Regions from separate parts of the Zea mays genome. Here region 1 is linked to region 2. A link is a contact called in public Hi-C data. All regions are on one chromosome and are shown on one strand. Each heading gives the region's core, a stretch centred on a gene start, on an enhancer-like site or on the middle of the called end of the contact. The rest is flanking DNA. Distances are from core to core; before and after follow the strand shown.

Region 1 (3,702 bases), core at 804-3,303, 160 kb before region 2:
ATGATATATGATCCTAGAGAGCTGCCAGGAGTAAGTACCGTTGGTCCAGAGATTGGATGGGGTGTTACAAGTGGTATCAGAGCCGAATCTCGAGGTTTCACGGGCGTGTGTGGGCTAGGGGGTTCGGGTATATGGCACATGGCGCATGTGGGCCCGGATTGGTCACATGGCATGACATATGACGACACTAGACACACATACGTGGCTAAGAGGGGAGGTTCCTGGATTGGGGATGATCGACGAGGACGTCGGTCTTCTAAAGGGGGTGGATTGTGATATCCTGGCCCCTGGGATGGTGATTCCTGGCCCAAGGCTTAATAGAATTAACAGTGTAATCATATCAACAAGGTGCATCTTCTTTTTTGGAAGACTATCTCGAAAGAACCTCCAAGTTAAGCGTGCTTGGCTTGGAGCAATTTGAGTTGGGTGACCGTCCGGGAAGTTTTCTCGGGTGCGTATGAGTGGGGACAAAGTGCGCACAAAAGACTTGTGTTGGTCTATGAGGATGTTATATGATCTTAGAGAGCTGTCAGGAGTAAGTACCGCCGGTCCAGGGATTGAACGGAGTGTTACAAGAGAAACACGAGATAGGATTAGCGGCGGGGCGTGTTTTCGTGCTCCTCGCGGCGTTTTAACTCGTGTGGCTAAGTAAATCGGGGACGCCAGGCTTCCATTTCGTGAAACGAGGAAGCGGGGAAATTTCACCTCCTCTGCCGGTCTCTCTTTGCACGGTTGTTATTCCTATTTGGCTATATGAGGATTTGGCATCGTTTTCGTATTTGAGGAGTGCCCTTTTCATATTGGTTGACGCCCACCAACAGCTCCCACCGCTCGAGTCCTCGACATAAAAATGGTTGTTCAACGAATGTTGACAACAACACCATTGGTTAATAATGGAAAGTTCGACACCCAATCATAGCCTAATCAATTGCTCACCCCATGTCTATGTTATAAGTCGTTTAGAACAACGACACAATATTCAAAATATAGACTTCACACTTTTTATAAATTTTTCAAAAAAGAAATCTTAGTTTATTTATACTTTTGTAAAATTATTTTAAAGACAAATTGGTGCAAATGGCTCCTAGAGTTGAAAACTAAATAACAAAATAGTTATTTGCGTTAAAAGTTTTATAAATTTAACTTAAATTTTGTTCAAAACGATGTAGCCTTACAACATTTCAGAGCTTACGATAAGAAACAAAGATTTAGATTTTTTTGCACCTCGTTATCCTAATAAGTTTTACTTAAATAGTCCTAGCTCGTTTTAGTTATACTAAAAGCAACATGTAAACAAAGCTTCCAAACGTCCGTGTGATATGCAAGTATAAATAATTGAAAATTAACATGTGCCTGATTGAATGCCGTCGTATTGCACGGGCATCGTACTAGTATATATATTAGTATAAATATGAGTGTTCGTCGACCTACGTTTCTATCTGACTCTGAATTCTCTAGTATTCTTGGAGTCTGTTTGGTTGGGCTGTGGCTGTGAAAAAAGTTGCTGTGGGCTGTGAGCTGTGGAAAAAGCTGCTGTAGGCTGTAAACTGTTAAACAGCTAAAAACCGTTTGGTGGAAACCAATAAAAGTCGTCAAAAATTCTTCGATATATGTTTTCACAGTTTCATCCGAAAAGCCACTAAAAGCAGGTCCAGGGGTGCTTTCAGATTTGCACTACGAGAAAGTCGGCTTTTAAAAAAAGCTGCTTCTTAGATCCAGCCCTTTGGTTGGCTTTTGGCTTTTAGAGGGCAAAAGCCAAAGCCAAAAGTCAAACCAAACACACCCTTGGTACTTCGGCGTAGTGATGATTCTTTTATAGGTGAAATTTATTATCAAATTTATTAGCAGCGTAAATAATCTCCCCACGGTCTGCCTTCGTGGTCTTTTACGACTTCACGGAACGTTTCTGAGTTGTATACACGCCAAAGCAACTTCCAATCTCCAAAGGATAGTCTTCCTCCGAACCCGGGGGGCAAACTAGAAAATAAAAACTAGAAACGAAGTGTAGCGCCGCTCGCCTTGCCGGCGGAGGGAAGACGGAAGACGAGAGGTATGGCGGGTGCCGGTGCGATGGGCTTCCCACGGGAGCTGATGGTTCAGCGTATACAGAGCTTAGTGGAGGAGGGGTTCTGGGACGCGCTCCGCCGCCACAAGCTCGACGTCCTCGGCACCGACGACTCCCCCATCCCAATCACCGGTCCGCTCGCCCACAACCCCCTCTCCTCGCTGTTTGTTGGTAGAATTCGCGATTTATGGCAGGGAATGAAAGCTGATCCCATACATTTCCGCGCCCCGCTTACGTAATTCCGTAGAGCCCAACCCGCCTCAGTTGCTTGCCGGTCACGAACTCACGATCCAAGTTTGTTTGGTTGTTGAGTGGGTTCGCCAGAGCATGATTGCTAATTACTCTTTGCGCTCTGCTGTGTATACTCTTAAAATGATTTTTTTACTCGAAAGATGAACTGTTGAGATTCATCTGAAGAAATTCCCAACACAGAATTTCAGTTTTTGTGTTTTTCTTTAATTTTATAGACAGTGAGCTAGACTAGAGATCTATGGATGAGCTAGACAGTTTCTTTTGAAATATCAGGTTATTATACTCCGCGCCAGCGTCGCCCGATGGCAAGCTTCTTCAACCTACGGTCCGGATCATTGGTGCCACCATCTCACAGTTCTGTTGGCGACAGGAACAATTGCCCAGTTCCAGGGACCCTCATAAACACTAATAACATGAGGGGATTTGAAAACCTAGATAGAGAACAACTTCTGAAAGCAGAAGCAAAGAAGGTATGGTTGCCATGGATTTTGCTATTTTTTACACATTTCCTTTTACTTGTCTGGTTCTGATTTGTATGTGGGCCCAGATCTTGCATGACATTGTGTCTGGTAAAGTAGAAGAGGATCCTTCTGTTCTACTTAGATTCCTTGTGACATCATTTGCTGATTTGAAGAATTGGAAGGTCTATTACAATGTTGCATTCCCCTCATTGGTTTTCAACTCAAGAATCACCTTGCTCAGCCTGCAACCTGCCTCAAAAGTGCTCACCAAAGAAGAGGTCATGTTCATGTGCACCTAGTATTCAACAACACTAGTTCCCTTGTTTGATTTACTCAGTTGGTTCTGAAATCTGTTGATTTGTTCCTGCAGGCAGCATCCATGTATACATCATTGCAAAAGTGGCGTACTTCTAGTGAAACAACAGGTTTGAGAACCATGCTTAACAGCAAGTGCATATGGTTGACACATTAGTTTGTTCTGTTGATCTGATTTTCTAATTCATTGTTGCAATGGATTAACATCTCTGCAGTTATTCCATTCTTTCTGGTTAGTATATCCTCAGATTCCTCTGCCTCTATAAGACAACTTAAGGAATGGAAAGCTTGCCAGGGGAACTATCAAAAGGTATGTTTGTGCCATCCATTTGGTCATCTAGACTAGCTGAAGTTTGATAAATCGTTTAGAAGAATATCCGTTTTTTACCCTTCTTCATGTCTATCTTTGTGTGGAGTAAATTCATTGCTTTTTTGTTGCAGCTGCTATTTGGATTTTATGACCATGGATGCCGCTCAGATTGCCCTGGCTGGGTTCTTAGAAACTATGTTGCCTTTCTGAGCATCCGATGGAAGATTGAGAAAGCCCAGATTTTCTGCTACCGTGAATATAAAGGGAACCCTGATCTAGAACAGTCCCTCATTGGTGAA
Region 2 (3,583 bases), core at 376-2,875:
GACACACACTTCTTGTATTTTTTTGTAAGTTTACAGATGTTATGTAGCCTTTTGAACATTTATTATAAAACTATGTTCATGATTTGTTGTGTGATCACAAACAACTCTGGGAGTCAAGGACTACGCCACTACCGAGAGCTCTGGGAGGGATATTGCTGGCCAACGGCGGCCAGGCGATCGCCTCCATGGCATGGAAGCTTGAGGGGTCATGTCCATTAGGGAGAGTGGAGGAGATCCGATGAGTCCATTCTCTAGAGTCCAGACTCCAGACTAGGATAGAATAAGGCTGAGGCATCCAGTTTCATCAATTCATCACGTCAGTTACCAGGCGCACGCCACATGGCTGATTACCAAGGTGGGCCTTTCCTATCCTCTTCACACCTTTCTTGAGGCAGTGTCAATCTTTAAATAATCTCGACATATATCTTCTCCTTTCATTTTCTATGCTAGAGTTACCTTCATTCGATATATTTTTTCCTTTTATTTATCTTTGCTTCAAACAAATATATTATTTTCTAAAGTACTGACTTTTTGTGTCCTGTAAAAGTAAAACCTATTTGAATAGTCAAATCTTAGTTGTATCTATAACAAGATGAAAGTGGTGGCAGCCAAGATGAAAGTGGTGGTGGCCGCATCAAAGGAGAAGGTGCAACAAGACGAACCGAAAGGTGAAAAGATTTCTTTTCCCAAATCAACTTGCATCTACCTGTGATTGTTTGTGAACAAGTTTTTTATGCTAATTTTTTATGTAGCTGCTATCTCAGATGTGAAATGTGACAACCCAAAAGAGGAGGGCAATGTGCAGCAAACCAAAAGGTTAGAGGATTTCACTTCCTCAATTTCTTTGGTTACACTGTTTGTTTGATGCTGATTTTGTTATCATGTAGTTGTTGCCTCAAATGTGAAATGTGATGACCTAGAGCAGGAGGAAGATTCCAATAAAAATGGGGAACTGGAGGAGTGTAACAAATGTGTAATTTATTTTTTCCACTCTATATGCTATCTTAGAAGTTTCAAAAGTTCCTTGTTTGTGCGTAATTCAAAATTTACTATTAGTCATTGTTCCTGAACAACCCTTGATTTTATTTCTTGAATGTGCACCTGATTCGTCTAATGGAATCATGGAACCACATGTTGTGCTACTATTTTGGTTAAGAATTACAATGATCTTAAGGCATTTGTTTTGTATGTTGTCTCTTAATTTTGTCTACTTTTTATATTTCATTTTCCATCTGTATTGTTGTGTGCTTATTACAAAATGAAAAATGTATGATACCAACCATTAATATTTTAGGACTCACTAAGCAAAGCCAAAGATAAGTGTTTGAACAACTATCCATCTACCTATGTGATATATAAAACCTGTAACAACGCTTCATCTATGTAATCGTTGTGCACTAAAATTTATCGAATAATTTGTACGCCGTCGCAACGCACGGGTACATACCTAGTAATTTCATAAGAGTTTAGCCCTTTCAGAAGAAAAGTTTACGTCCATATGTAAAAGTCTTTTGTTTATGAAAATCTGGTCTGGGCCCGGCCCATGTGTATACTTTTAGAAATCCTGTCGCCGATCCCTCTTGCTTCCCGTCGTCCTCGTCCCAAGTTCCAACCCCGTGGGCCGCTACATCGCCAAACCCTAACTAGGTTTTTTTCAAGCCTCCCCTTCCCTACCCTCGCCCCCCATGGATCCGTTTTCCAAGAAGCGCAAGCCCGACGACAACGGCGCCGTCACTGCTTCTCCCGCCGGTGGGGCTGCCACGCTGGGTCTCACCCGCGAGGACGTCCTCCGCCTCCTCGAGCCGCTCTCCCGGGACCAGCTTGCGGACATCGCGGCCGCCGCTGCACTCGTCTCGGCGCACGCGCTCGATGCCGTGCGCGCAGCCGCCGACCGCGACCCGGCCCTGCGCAAGCTCTTCATTCGGGGGCTCGGGTGGGAGACCACATCCGACTCGCTCCGCGCCATCTTCTCCGCCTACGGTGACCTGGAGGAGGCCGTCGTCATCACTGACAAATCCACGGGGCGGTCCAAGGGCTACGGCTTCGTCACCTTCCGCCACGCCGATTCCGCCGTCCTCGCACTCAAGGAGCCATCCAAGAAGATCGACGGTCGCATGACTGTCACGCAGCTCGCCGCCGCCGGCTCGGCAGGCGGGCCGTCCGTTGGGGCTCCCGGCAGTGGCGGTGCTCCTGTGGCTGATGTGTCGCTCCGGAAGATCTTCGTTGGGAACGTCCCTGCAGACATGTCGTCGGAGCGTCTCCTTGCGCACTTTGCCTCCTACGGCGAGATTGAGGAGGGGCCGCTGGGATTTGACAAGCAGACGGGCAAGTTCCGGGGCTTTGCACTTTTCGTATATAAGACACCTGAGGGTGCGCAGGCCTCCCTGGTGGACTCGGTGAAGGTAATTGATAGCCACCAGCTTGTATGCAAGCTTGCCATAGATGGGAAGAAGGGGAAGCAGGGGCAATCACAGCAATCTGGACCTGGCAACCAGCAGCAGCAACAGCAACAGCAGATGCTGCCGGGTGGTCCGCAGGAAATTCAGGGAGGCCTGGGGCTTGGTTCACAAATGGGAGCACAGTATGGTGGCCCTGGGAGTGGTATGCCTTCGTTTGGTTTTGGTGGCGTTGGCGGTGGGTTTGGGGGTCCAAACCCTTATGCTAACATGCCATCTTCCATGGGTGGAGGAGGCGCAGGTGGGTTAGGGTCGGTGGGAGGCCAGGTGCCCACTGGGTTGGCTGGTGCTGGTGGATTTGGGCCTGGGGGATTGGGTGGTGGCTCATTTGGGGGATCATCTCAGTTTGGTGCTGCTGGGATGGGGGCATATGGTGGCCTTGGAATGGGTGGAGGCTCCATGTACCGCATGCAACAGGGAGCAGGTGGGCTGCCTGCAGGCGCATTTGGTGAAGGAGGAAACTACCCTCTTCCAGGTTCTGGTTTCCGAGGCCACGACCCTCAAGGTGGAATGTCTCCTCCTGGGCCAGGTGGCAGGGCTCCTCCTATGTATCCCAACGTGCCACCTTATTTCTAAGGTAATCATTTACACCGCTTCCATATGTTCTTAATTTTATTTATAGCTTAATTACTGTTCCAGTATGATGCTTTGAAACCTGGATGTGTTGTGGAACATGCATTGATTGATAGATGATTTTCTTTAGCTTCTCTTGGATGAATTTGAGTACTTGACTAATGTATTTGCCAATTATGTTGGTAGAGTTCTTTTTTCTTTGCTTTTGATGATGGGAAATCAAATATTTTCATTGATTAAGTTCAAATGATTTGTAAGCGATTTAAGGCCTTTGTGGCACTAACTAGTGATCGGCTGATTAGTGTTTACTTATCCCGATTTTATTGGTTTTCTTGGTCACTGAAGTCAAATTCTTTCACTGAAGTTCTGATGATGCTTTGTATAAGACTTGAGATAATTACAGTATTAATGCAGTTGATTGCTGGGCATAGTTTCAAGGTTGTTAACTGTGAATGTGTCAACGTAATAGACCTTAGATTCCATACTGTAGTTGCCATTATTTCATAATGTGTTCTCCTGCTCTGGAACTTTTTCTTTGGTGTATGGGTCTATCA

Evidence for each region. A called contact is a pair of places that touch in the nucleus more often than the background predicts.
Region 1: a contact with region 2 is called in a Hi-C map of leaf mesophyll, with 2.3 times the contacts expected there. The contact joins the promoter of LOC100233231 here to the promoter of LOC100382178 in region 2. A contact is called at or near these places in 6 of 25 Hi-C or Micro-C datasets (ear, endosperm, leaf and 1 more).

The regions. Positions count from the first base shown.
Region 1 is chr8:146,919,860-146,923,561 of Zm-B73-REFERENCE-NAM-5.0, reverse strand. LOC100233231 reads left to right here and starts at 2,053. Exons shown (of 20, transcript NM_001143882.1): 1 at 2,053-2,197; 2 at 2,591-2,787; 3 at 2,865-3,056; 4 at 3,149-3,203; 5 at 3,309-3,403; 6 at 3,535-3,702. The coding sequence starts at 2,053. It also overlaps the pseudogene LOC109941913.
Region 2 is chr8:146,755,163-146,758,745 of Zm-B73-REFERENCE-NAM-5.0, reverse strand. LOC100382178 (UBP1-associated protein 2C) reads left to right here and starts at 1,625. Exons shown (of 2, transcript NM_001174938.1): 1 at 1,625-3,033. The coding sequence starts at 1,686. The coding sequence ends at 3,032. It overlaps LOC103636064 (a long non-coding RNA gene), which reads left to right and starts at 125. Exons shown (of 4, transcript XR_002264472.2): 1 at 125-355; 2 at 609-668; 3 at 753-816; 4 at 888-1,175.